2 separate regions of the Mus musculus genome follow, and region 2 is linked to region 1. The links are chromatin contacts, called in public HiChIP or PLAC-seq maps. All regions are on one chromosome and are shown on one strand. The core of a region is the stretch at or near the end of the contact, and the rest is flanking DNA. Distances in the headings are between cores, read along the strand shown.

Region 1 (5,060 bases), core at 961-3,460:
AATTATGTAATTATATTTTCAAAAACTAACAAATATATGTATATATAAATAAAACTAACATATATATAAACTAGAATAATGGGTCTGCAATTAAGAGCACTTGTGACTCTTACAAAGGACCAGGGTTCAATTCCCAGCACCCATACAGATGGTTCATCACCATCTGTAACTCTAGTTCCAGGGGATCCAATGTCCTCTTCTGACCCCATAGGCAGGAGGCACATATGCAGTGCACATACACACACAGGCAAAACAATCACAAAACCCAAAATAAATAACTCTGAAACAACAATAACAATAGTAATAGCATTCAAAGGAAATGAGGATGTCTTCAACCTACACTTGGCAAATCCTACTTTCTCCCGGGTTCTACTGAAGAACATGAGACAGACAAGCTTTGAAGTCATACAACTTGGGACTAAATCTGAGGTAATATTGGTATACAGGCTTGTGTGACTGCTGTCAAGTTAGCTGCTTTAAGTCTCAGTCTGTAAAATTAGGGTAATGAATTCCTCGGGATTGTGTGCAGGACACTAGTGTAGTGTCTACTATAGATATGAGTACTGAACAGGGGTAAGGAAGGCATGGACAAAACAGCACAGCAACCTGAGAGACCAGTGGGACCGGGCTATGCACACTCTCCAAAAATAACCGGAGTATCTCATGGGCCTTGTGGCTGCCAATCTGTTGACAGTGTTTTCCTTTCTAATCTGCACTTGCTACTTACTGCATTGTTTTTGAATATAGTTTTCCTGCTATTTTTACAATTTTGTGTGAGTCCTTAATTCAATCATTTGAGTAAGAGGCCAAGTACCTGGAAACACCTGATCCAGACAGACCCACTCCACCGGATACACTGGTATTCATAGTATCAAACCAAAACAAATGAACCCGGGAGAGAACTATTATCAACCTCATCAGCCAATTATGTTATAAAGGTTTCTAGGTGTGGTCCAAGTCCTCTACATTTGCATGCTTTAGGACAGTATAAAAGATACTGCTCTGCATCTTCAGTAAGTGGATCCAACTTTGAAGCAGGACACAAGAGGTGTGTCCTCCCAGAAATGCACCAGTGTAAACCTGTCGCGTGTTTAAGGGACTTTATAGTCCAAATTCTAGAGTTTTATGCACCACACATCGTCAACAAGGAATACAGAGCAAAGAAGTGGCAAAGGCTAGCTTTCGCGGATAAGCATACAAGTTAACTAGCACGCAGATTCGAGTTCCAGACACCACAGCTCCAACCACCGAGCGCATACTGGTTCTCACCCGCTTCTTTTCCTCCACTTCCTGCACGCACTTCACCCTCCAGCGGTCAATCTCCTGCTCCCGTTCCGTGGCCTGCGCGGCCTCCGCCTCCCGCTCAGCCTCCCGATCCCGGGCCCTCTCACGAAGCCGCAGCCGGCGGCGCCGGACCCTCTCCAGCCTCCGTCGCGCCTCGCCCACATAGGCGGCCTGGGCCAGCGGCTGCAGCCGCTCCGCTAGCTCCGCTCGTAGTGGCGCCGCCTGAGCGTGCAGGGAGGCCCAGGCTGCTCCGTCGGCCTCAGCCTCGCGCAGGGACTGCCCCAAGCTGCGTAGCCGCCGCACCAAACGCAAAGCGGAACGCAACCGCGCGCGGACTTCACCCAGGCTGGGCCCGGCGGGTGTGCGCGGGGTCCGGAGGCCACCGGGCCGCCGGGGGTTCCCGAACACCGCCTCCAGCCACTGCCGATCACGCAGGCGCTGCAGGGCCGCGTCTCCGAGCACGTCGGGCGGCGGCGGCGCCTCCGCCCAGCGCGGGCTCCAGGGCGGCCCGGGACCTGGAGGCGGTGGCCGTGGACGCTCGACGGCGTCGGGCCCCGGGAAGGGCCGGCACTGCGGCGGCGGCGGCGGCAGCGGTGGGGGTGGCACCGGGAAGAAGGCGCCGCCACCGCCACCGCCGCGGGAGGCCTCGGCTGGCGCGCGGGGCTGCAGGGCCAGCGGAGGCTGGAGGAAGGGGGCGGAAGCCCCCGGGAAGGGGCCGGGTCGCTGGGGAAGGGGCGGCGGGAAAGCCGGAGAGGGCAGCGGCGGGGGCGGACAGCCGAATGGAGCGGAAGGCGGTGGCTGCGGAGGGGGAGGTCCCTGACGGCTCTGGGCGAAAAAAGGTGGCAGAGCCATGTCTGTAGTGCAGCGGTTGGGAGCAGTGACAGTAATCTGGGAACTTCTTTATCCGGGTTCCAGGAGGAAGTGACGTGTATAACGTGCGACCGGTGCTTGACTCACTTCCCGGAAGCGAGGCGTAGTGCAGGACCTTGGTTTGTCGTGCCAGGAAGCTTGAACCTTCCCAAACCACCAAGGATCCGTCTCCGATGTTAGGGTTTATTTCGGGCTCAGGCTCGGGCTCTCCTCCAAATCGACCTTAACACAGCAGGACAGAAAGAGAAGGCGGAGCAGCCCTGAACCCTCAGTAGAACAAGTTTTTATAGAAAAATAAAAGCTGAAAGGAAATAAAACTTGAGACATGTGATTCATGTAATTTATGTCAAATAGCCCAAAGAGTTGTTTGTGAGCTTTGAAACCTGGGGCTGAGAACATAGCAGAACAGGCCAGGACATGCCCCCCTATCTCCCGCCCTTCTGACAGTCTGTTGATGTTTAAATGAACCAATCATGTGAAACCTCGCCAATTCCTCCCCCAGCCCCATCCCTTTTCTATAAAAATCCCTAGCTTCCAAGCGTCAGAGTCGAAACCACTGTCTCCTGTGTGAGATACGTTTCGAACCGGAGCTCTGCCATTATGGCTCCACCATGTGGTCGACACCTCTGTCTCCTGAGGGAGATATATGTCGGCCCGGAGCTCCGTCATTAAACTACCTCATGCTTTTACATCAAGATGGTTGTCTGTTCGTGATTCTTGGGTGCGCTCCGAATGGAAATTGAGTGGGGGTTTCCCCACTAGGTTCTTTCAAAGCGAGGGAGGGGTTGTCCAGTCTGGCAAGCATCTAATAGAATGACTATAAGCCAATAGTTGGGTGCCCTGAATCGTGCATTTGATCACAAACAGTTTGAAAGTACATCTGAAACAATCAAACTAATCTTTGATTAACTGTTGCTAGGAAGTAGCTAGGGATTAACTCTGGCCAAGGACAAGCCATGGGGTCCTTTCTGGTATTTTGGTGCAGCTTGAGTTCTGCTTTTTTCTTTTCTTGAAGATGGAGGCTGGTCCCAAGATGGAGTAGGTTTGGCCTCTCCAATTCAGTCTTGAATTCAGAAATCCTGATGATTGTTAACGTTCTAGAGGGACTAGAGACACGGTCTGAAGCTCCGGCTAAGATCTGAAAGACAACAAAAAGTTATGAGAGGAACACAGGATGGAAGCAGCAGGTACTAGTGATTTGCAGTATGTCTGCTGGGGGTCGAAAGAATGCAGGGTGTAAAACACAGAAACACAAAGAGAAGCTAGGTGGTCTTGGAGAGATAGATGTTACAGTGTCCATATGTCATATTGATAGAACCTAGTGGGGAAACCCCCACTCAATTCCCGATTTGGTGTGCACCCAAAACCCAAAAAATCACGAATAGACCGTCTTTGATGTAAACACACAAGGTAGTTTAATGATGGGGTTCCGGACCAACATGCATCCCACACAGGAGATAACGGATGTTGGCCACAGGCTCGAAAGCTAGGGGTTTTTATGGGGTAAGGAGCTTAGGGGTGTGGAATTCAGCATAGCGACATGCTATTGGCTTATTCAAACATCAGCAGAAAAATTACATGTACGTGCAGGATGTCAGAGTTCTATGAGTTGTTGACTCAGTTCAGATAGCCCTGTTATGTCCTCACATTCCTCTTTATCTTTATGGTCAAGCTGTTCCCAGGAATGTTTTAACTATGGGGCATGCCCGGGTTTGTTTTTCTTTTTTCTCAGCCCCAGGCAGCCTCTAGGCTCACAAACAACCAGCAATTTCTGAGTACTTTATATGACATACAGGTCTTGAAATTTCATCTTTCTTTCAATATCTTTGATTTGCTTTGATCTTCTGGCTGTTCTGGAACTGGTTCCCTAGACCCAGCTGGTCTCGAACTCAAAGAGATCTGTCTGCCTCTGCCTCCCCAGTGCTGAGATTCAAGGCATGAGCCACCACTGCCTGGCTCCAGGGTGTCATGTTTTAAAAGAAAAGAAGGAAGGAAGGAAGGAAAGAAGGGAAAGGTAAGGAAGGAAGAAAGGAAGAAGGAAAGAAAGAAAGAAAGAAAGAAAGAAAGAAAGAAAGAAAGAAAGAAAACTGACTAATGGCTATAAGCCAGAATTGTAAAGGGAAATCCTTCCATCTTATTAGTTAAAAAAGTTAAACTTCTTTGGTATAAACTTAAGACTCACATTCAGCTGTAAGAAACAATACAAAGGAGCCTGCGTGTCCTTTATCCTGGTTTCCCAACTTGCAACATCTTACAAAGCTGCAGTGCATTTTCCCTTTTAGAACCACACCATTTTTATCCCTTAATCCACCTTCTGAAATCTCAGTTATCACTAATTCACATACTAAAAGAGTTGTGTGTGTGTGTGTGTGTGTGTGTGTGTTCACTAATCCAGGAGTGCACTCACAAGGAGGCTCAGAAAGCACAGTGTGCTATCAGAACTGGAGATTTATCTATCTGTGTTTTATTAGTATTATTCCTGACAGGATCCCATAAAATGAATTTATACTTCTGTTTGATCATTTTGTTCCTGGGGGAGATTAAAGTCATGTACCACCGCCACCTTGTTCACTAAATCTAGAATTTAAAAAACTACTAATTTACAGAGATCTACTTGCCTCTGCTGTGATTAAAGGCACGATCTACCATAGCCCTGCTCAAATATTTTATCTTATCTCCAAAAACACACCAGCTCTTGGATATTTAGAAATCAAAGTTTGAACTGTAGTAACTCTTTGAATTTACTTGAAATATTTTAAATCTCTTAAATGTGTTTTTAATACCAAACAACAAAAATATCTGAACTGGAAATTTCTATTTCTTTGGAGACTTAGTTGTGTCATGTAATGTTTTTCTGGAAACTCTTAAGAGAGGATGTTTTTGCTGAAGCAGAAACAAGGGAGGGT
Region 2 (5,582 bases), core at 2,669-5,168, 35 kb after region 1:
CATGTGAGTGCTGAGAAGTGAACGCAGGTCCTCTGCAAAAGCATCAACTGTTCTTTCTATACCACTGAGACATCTCTTCAGGCCCAGCTACGTCTAAGAAATGAGTTAAGGATATCATCGTGCTGTCTGGTGACCATTTAATCAAGCCAACAGACAGAATAATAACAGCTCAGCAGTCATCCAGTTATCATTTCTCCTAGTCTATCATCAATCATCACTTTAATGCTTACAGCTAATGCTAGTCTAGTCAGTATCGCAATATACACAGAACTTGAGTTGTAAACATCAGAGTTAGTAAATCACAATATTATTATCCACATTAGGGAATGTGCATATCTGAATTTAGCTGCTATTGGCAAATTTTTTAATTTCTGGGAAATATAATTAGGAACTATAATAAAAAAGGACGTGACTTTGATTTATCTCTGTCCAATAGAAAAAAATGATTTAGATAATTTTTTTAAATTACAAGAGAAAAATAAGTTACAATAAAGCTACGTGATACACATGTATTTTATTTATTCAGGGCGCTACAGAGTGGGTCCAGCAGGTAAAAGCCCTAGCTGGATAACTCGACAACCTTGAATTTGATCCCTGGAATGCATGTGAAATCTATCGCCTTTATTGAGAGATGCAGGGCTGGCTTGGTATGCACAGTGCAGCAGCAGAAACAGGAAAGACTCAGCATCAACCAAGTACAGCTCCTGGCAGTTGTCCTCTGACCTCCATGTGCTGTTGGCCGCATACACAACAAAACAAACTGGCAATGGTGATGTGGATTACTCTATTTTATGAGTAGTGCCCTAGATTATCCTTTGAGGGGAGTCTACTTTCAGGTAGCCCGCCATCTCTGCTTGGCCTCACTCTGTAAGCCATTCTCCACAATGACAGCTGTGAGCAGAGAGGTTACAGTGATGCTCAGTGACACGCAGCTCAACAAACCTGTGTCTGTGTCACTAATCCCTGTAGACTTTCTTCTACTGATTTATACTTTCACTAGGTATCAGCCTAAATTATTAGTATTGATTGCAAAGTTGATTCTATCTTTAGATTTGAGAATCTATGTACATTGAAACTAGCCTGAAACTTTTGGTGTAGCTCAAGTGGCCTTGAGTTCACTGAGTGCTGGGATTACAAGCATGTAAGACCACACTTGGTTTAGATCTTATATTCTTCTATATAACTTAATTCTATTGCATTAACTGTATGTCTTTCTAAAAAAATCTTTGTGTATGGGTATTTTGCCTGCATGTATGTCTGTGCACCACTTGCCTGCTTATTGCCTTTGGAGGCCAAAAGGGGAACTCGATGTCCTAGAACTGGAGTTTCAGATAGTTGTGAGCTGCCAATGAAAAGCAGTCAGTGCTCTTAGCCACTGAGCTATCTCTCCAGCTCATCTGAGAGTATGTCTTAATTTTACTGTGTCACTTATTGAATATTAGTATTTCCATAAATGTAAAAATAACTTGGTCAAGATATGGTGGCACACACCTGTAACTTCAACACTCTACAATTCAAGGCCAGCCTTGGCTGCACAATTAGATCACTGTATCAAGCACAGACATGCACAGACCTATGTAGTTACACACCAGAGACAATTTTCTCTTTAAAAAAATTTAAATCTAGCCGGGCGTGGTGGCCTACGCCTTTAATCCCAGCACTCAGAAGGCAGAGGCAGGTGGATTTCTGAGTTTGAGGCCTGCCTGGTCTACAGAGTGAGTTCCAGGACAGCCAGGGCTACCCAGAGAAACCCTGTCTTAAAAAACAGCAACGCCGGGCGTGGTGGCGCACGCCTTTAATCCCAGCACTCGGGAGGCAGAGGCAGGCGGATTTCTGAGTTCGAGGCCAGCCTGGTCTACAAAGTGAGTTCCAGGACAGCCAGGGCTATACAGAGAAACCCTGTCTCGAAAAACCAAAAAAAAAAAAAAAAAAAAAAAAAAAAAACAGCAACAAGCCGGGCGTGGTGGCCTACGCCTTTAATCCCAGCACTCAGGAGGCAGAGGCAGGCGGATTTCTGAGTTCGAGGCCAGCCTGGTCTACAAAGTGAGCTCCAGGACAGCCAGGGCTATACAGAGAAACCCTGTCTCGAAAAACCAAAAAAAAAAAAAAGCAACAAAAAATTTTAATTAGACATACTGATTTTTGTATTAGATTGGTTTCCCTCTGTGTTACAACACACATGCTGAGGTTAGAAGGCATGGTGGGAGTCCATTTCCTCCACTGTGTGGAGCCACTATGTGAGTACTGACTGACTCAGTCACTAAGCTGGCACATCAAGTATCTTTATTCATTTGGCCATCTTGTTGGCCCACAAAAGATAAGGGCCTGGAGAGATGGCTCAAGAGTTAGGAGTGCATACTGCTCTTGAACAAAACCTGAGTTTGGTTCCTAACATCCACAACAGGCAATGCACGACAACCTAGAACTCCAGCTCTGGGGGATCCAACAACCCTGGCTTCCATGGATACTTGTTCTCATTTGTGTGTGTGTGTGTGTGTGTGTGTGTGTGTGTGTGTGTGTGTGTGTGTGTGTGGGTTGGCTTGCTTGCTTTGAGACAAGGATTCTCTGTGTAGCCCCGACTGTCCTGAACTTCATTTTACGTAGACCAGGCAGGCCTGGAACTCAGAGATCTGCCTGCCTCTACCTCTCCAGAGCTGGGATTAATTAAAGGTGTACATCACCACCTTCCCCTGGCAAAATCTTTTTTAAAACTTATTCCAAGGCTGGCAAGATGGCTCAGCGGGTAGGAACACTTGACTGCTCTTCCAAAGGTCCTGAGTTCAAATCCCAGTAACCACATGGTGGCTCACAACCACCCGTAATGAGATCTGATGCTCTCTTCTGGCACGTCTGAAGACAGCTGCAGTGTAGTTATGTATAATAATAAATACATCTTAAAAAACAAAAACAAAAAAACCTTTCAGCCGGGCACAGTGGTGCACGCCTTTAATCCCAGCACTTGGAAGGCAGAGGCAGGTGGATTTCTGAGTTTGAGGCCAGCCTGGTCTACAAAGTGAGTTCCAGGACAGCCAGAGCTATACAGAGAAACCCTGTCTCGAAAAAACAAAAAACAAAAAAAAAAACCCTTATTCCAAAGTTACATACTGCATATGAAAGAGACATTTCAATGATGCACAAGAGCGTTGAATAACCTTCTTGGTACCTAACACACAGGCGAGCAGATCACCTCCCACTGAGCTGCACCACTGAGGCCTCAGAACAGAGTACAGCCAGGGCCTGAGGGAGGGACTTACTTGTAAATCTGTACTCATCCTCCCGTCTTCTTATTTCTAACTCTAAGAAAGGAGATAAAAAGGGCAATATGAAATATTATATATGTGTTTAGTTTGGGACAGCAAGAATGAATTTTTACTTCCTGCCTTCCTCCAAATTCATTTAAAGGATGTATTCAGTTTTCCATTTTTTATGTTATGAAACAATTTCTATACAACATCCTTTCTATGTTAAAAAACCTGAAGCCTGTAATGGGATCTGATGCCCCCTTCTGGTGCGTCTGAAGACAGCTACAGTGTACTCACATACATGAAATGGATAGATAGATAGATAAATAAATAAATAAATAAATAAATAAATATTAAAAAAAAACAAAAACAAAAACAAAAAAAAACTGAAACCAAGCTTAATGATGGTTGCCCAGGTACTCATAGTCACATAGTAAAATTTAAAATAATTCTCTATTAAAACTGTTGTCTATTTTAAAGAATAATAAACTATGCATCATGAATTGAAGTTCTTCATACTATAAATGTGGAACTTTTTGCTCTTCTAGCATCTCCTACGATTTAGATATTAATGACTGATATAAAAGAACTAGAAAATAGTTGCTGAATGACAAGATTGTGCGCTTTGGAGCTTATAAAACTGAAGGTCCTATGACCACCATTAGGTATGACTTCCACTTTCTAAAAATAAGGTCAACTCATATTACCACATAACTCCCTTACAAAAAGCTCAACAGTTGAACATGTCTTCATTAAAGCAGTTATGTTTTTATAGTAGCTACTTAAAAGCATTAGCAGAAGTTTCTCAAATTGTATGATAATGACTAAAAGAACCTAAAATGTTGGATTTTAGATCTAGATCAGAAATCAGGGCTCCCTGGAAAATAAAATAAAAACCTAAATATTTATATTTTAATTGTATTATAATTTATATTTAAAAACAAATTCTATTGCTATACTTTATTGTCTACAGTAAATTGACATTGTGTAGTACAATGAAATATTAGAATCTCAGATTAATAGGAAAAAATACTGAAAATTACTTACAAATTTGCCCTTAACCTCATATTCTGTAGCTGCATCCAATCCCCCTGCCAAAAAATGCTAAAAATGCTCTTAAGTTATCACCTCTGACTTAGGCAAATCAAATTCTGTATCCTGAACCCAAAAGACAAAAACTAGAGTTGTCCAGAGCACTGCAGTGATCTGTCCACAGTAATCAAGCCTTCAAAGCCACTCAACCTCTCCTCCAGCAGCCTTCAAGGTCTTGTTGGCTCTGTGATGCTCCTTATCAAAGGCAAAGGCAAGCGGTGAGGGCCAAGCAGGGCTGCCACAGCTGAGCTTCTCACACGCTTCCTAAAGAGATCTTCAAGAAACACACTTTATGGGGCTGTGAGATGGCTCCGCGGTTAAGAGCACTGACAGCTCTTCTGGAGGTCCTGAGTTCAAATCCCAGCAACCACATGGTGGCTCACAACCATCTGTAACAAGACCTGATGCCCTCTTTTGGTGTCTGAAGAAAGCTACAGTGTACTTACATATAATAAATAAAATAAATCCTTTTTAACAAAAAAAAAAACCCACATTTTACTTTGTGACTCCCAAGTTTTAAGAAACAATACTTACCTTAACAAAAGTTAATGTACTTTGACATTTTTCATTCTCACCTACTTAATAACAACAACAAAAAAAAGCTACTGGTAAGGCACCAAAATAATTTCATAATCTACTGTGAGATAATTTAAATATTGTACTTTGGTAAGAAGATTTTCAAATAAGAGCTACACATAAAGATTAGGCATAGTAATCTGCATTGTGGTCAATTACCAAGGACACTAACCTCTAGGTGTTAGTGATGTCTGCTTCTCAGCCTCTGCTTGCTGTCTCAGATTAGCTGGAATATTATTATATATTCTCTTATAATGATTATACACGGCAACTGAAAGCACTTTCTTAGCAAACGACTGGCCAACAACATACTTGTCGAGGTAGTTATAAATCTGAAAAGTGATTAGGCATTAACAATTTACTACGAGCCATCATAAAAACAAACACATTTCGAAACTATAAGTTAAACAAAATTTCTTAGAGTGTCAAATTTGAAAAAAAAAAAGTTCCCATTAAAAATGAAGTGTCTGGGGCTGGAGAGATGGCTCAGTGGTTAAGAGTGCTTGCACTCCTGCAGGATTAGAGTTTAGTTCCCAGCACCCATAGCTCAGCACTGTTTCTAATTCCACCTCCAGGGAATTTGACACCCTCTTCTGGCCTGGGCAGGCACCCACCCCCTAAAACACACACAGATACAGACACATGCACACCCACACCTACACATAAAAGAGA

What was found. HiChIP or PLAC-seq counts read pairs in DNA pulled down with a chosen protein or histone mark.
Region 2: a contact with region 1 is called in an H3K4me3 HiChIP or PLAC-seq map of bone marrow-derived macrophages, with 2.1 times the contacts expected there. The contact joins the enhancer-like site here to the promoter of Pdcd7 in region 1. A contact is called at or near these places in 6 of 39 promoter capture datasets (the C10 cell line, HPC-7-derived erythroid cells, hematopoietic stem and progenitor cells and 3 more), 19 of 484 Hi-C or Micro-C datasets (the AML12 cell line, the Ba/F3 cell line, the C2C12 cell line and 14 more), 9 of 115 datasets of contacts at active chromatin or transcription factors (CD8 T cells, the SCID.adh cell line, bone marrow-derived macrophages and 4 more) and 3 of 9 other capture datasets (adipose tissue, liver and pancreatic islet).

The regions. Positions count from the first base shown.
Region 1 is chr9:65,343,218-65,348,277 of GRCm38.p6, reverse strand. Pdcd7 (programmed cell death 7) reads right to left here and starts at 2,210. Exons shown (of 5, transcript NM_016688.2): 1 at 1,270-2,210. The coding sequence starts at 2,136.
Region 2 is chr9:65,309,812-65,315,393 of GRCm38.p6, reverse strand. It overlaps Clpx (caseinolytic mitochondrial matrix peptidase chaperone subunit), which reads right to left. Exons shown (of 14, transcript NM_011802.3): 5 at 5,083-5,242; 6 at 3,255-3,296. Among named protein-coding and RNA genes, the nearest start is that of Clpx, 18 kb to the right of the region's middle. Within about 2 kb of position 3,918, at least 7 of the 459 cell types and tissues checked have an H3K27ac peak or open chromatin away from gene starts, as enhancers often do. A contact at or near this core is called in bone marrow-derived macrophages, where this site is marked.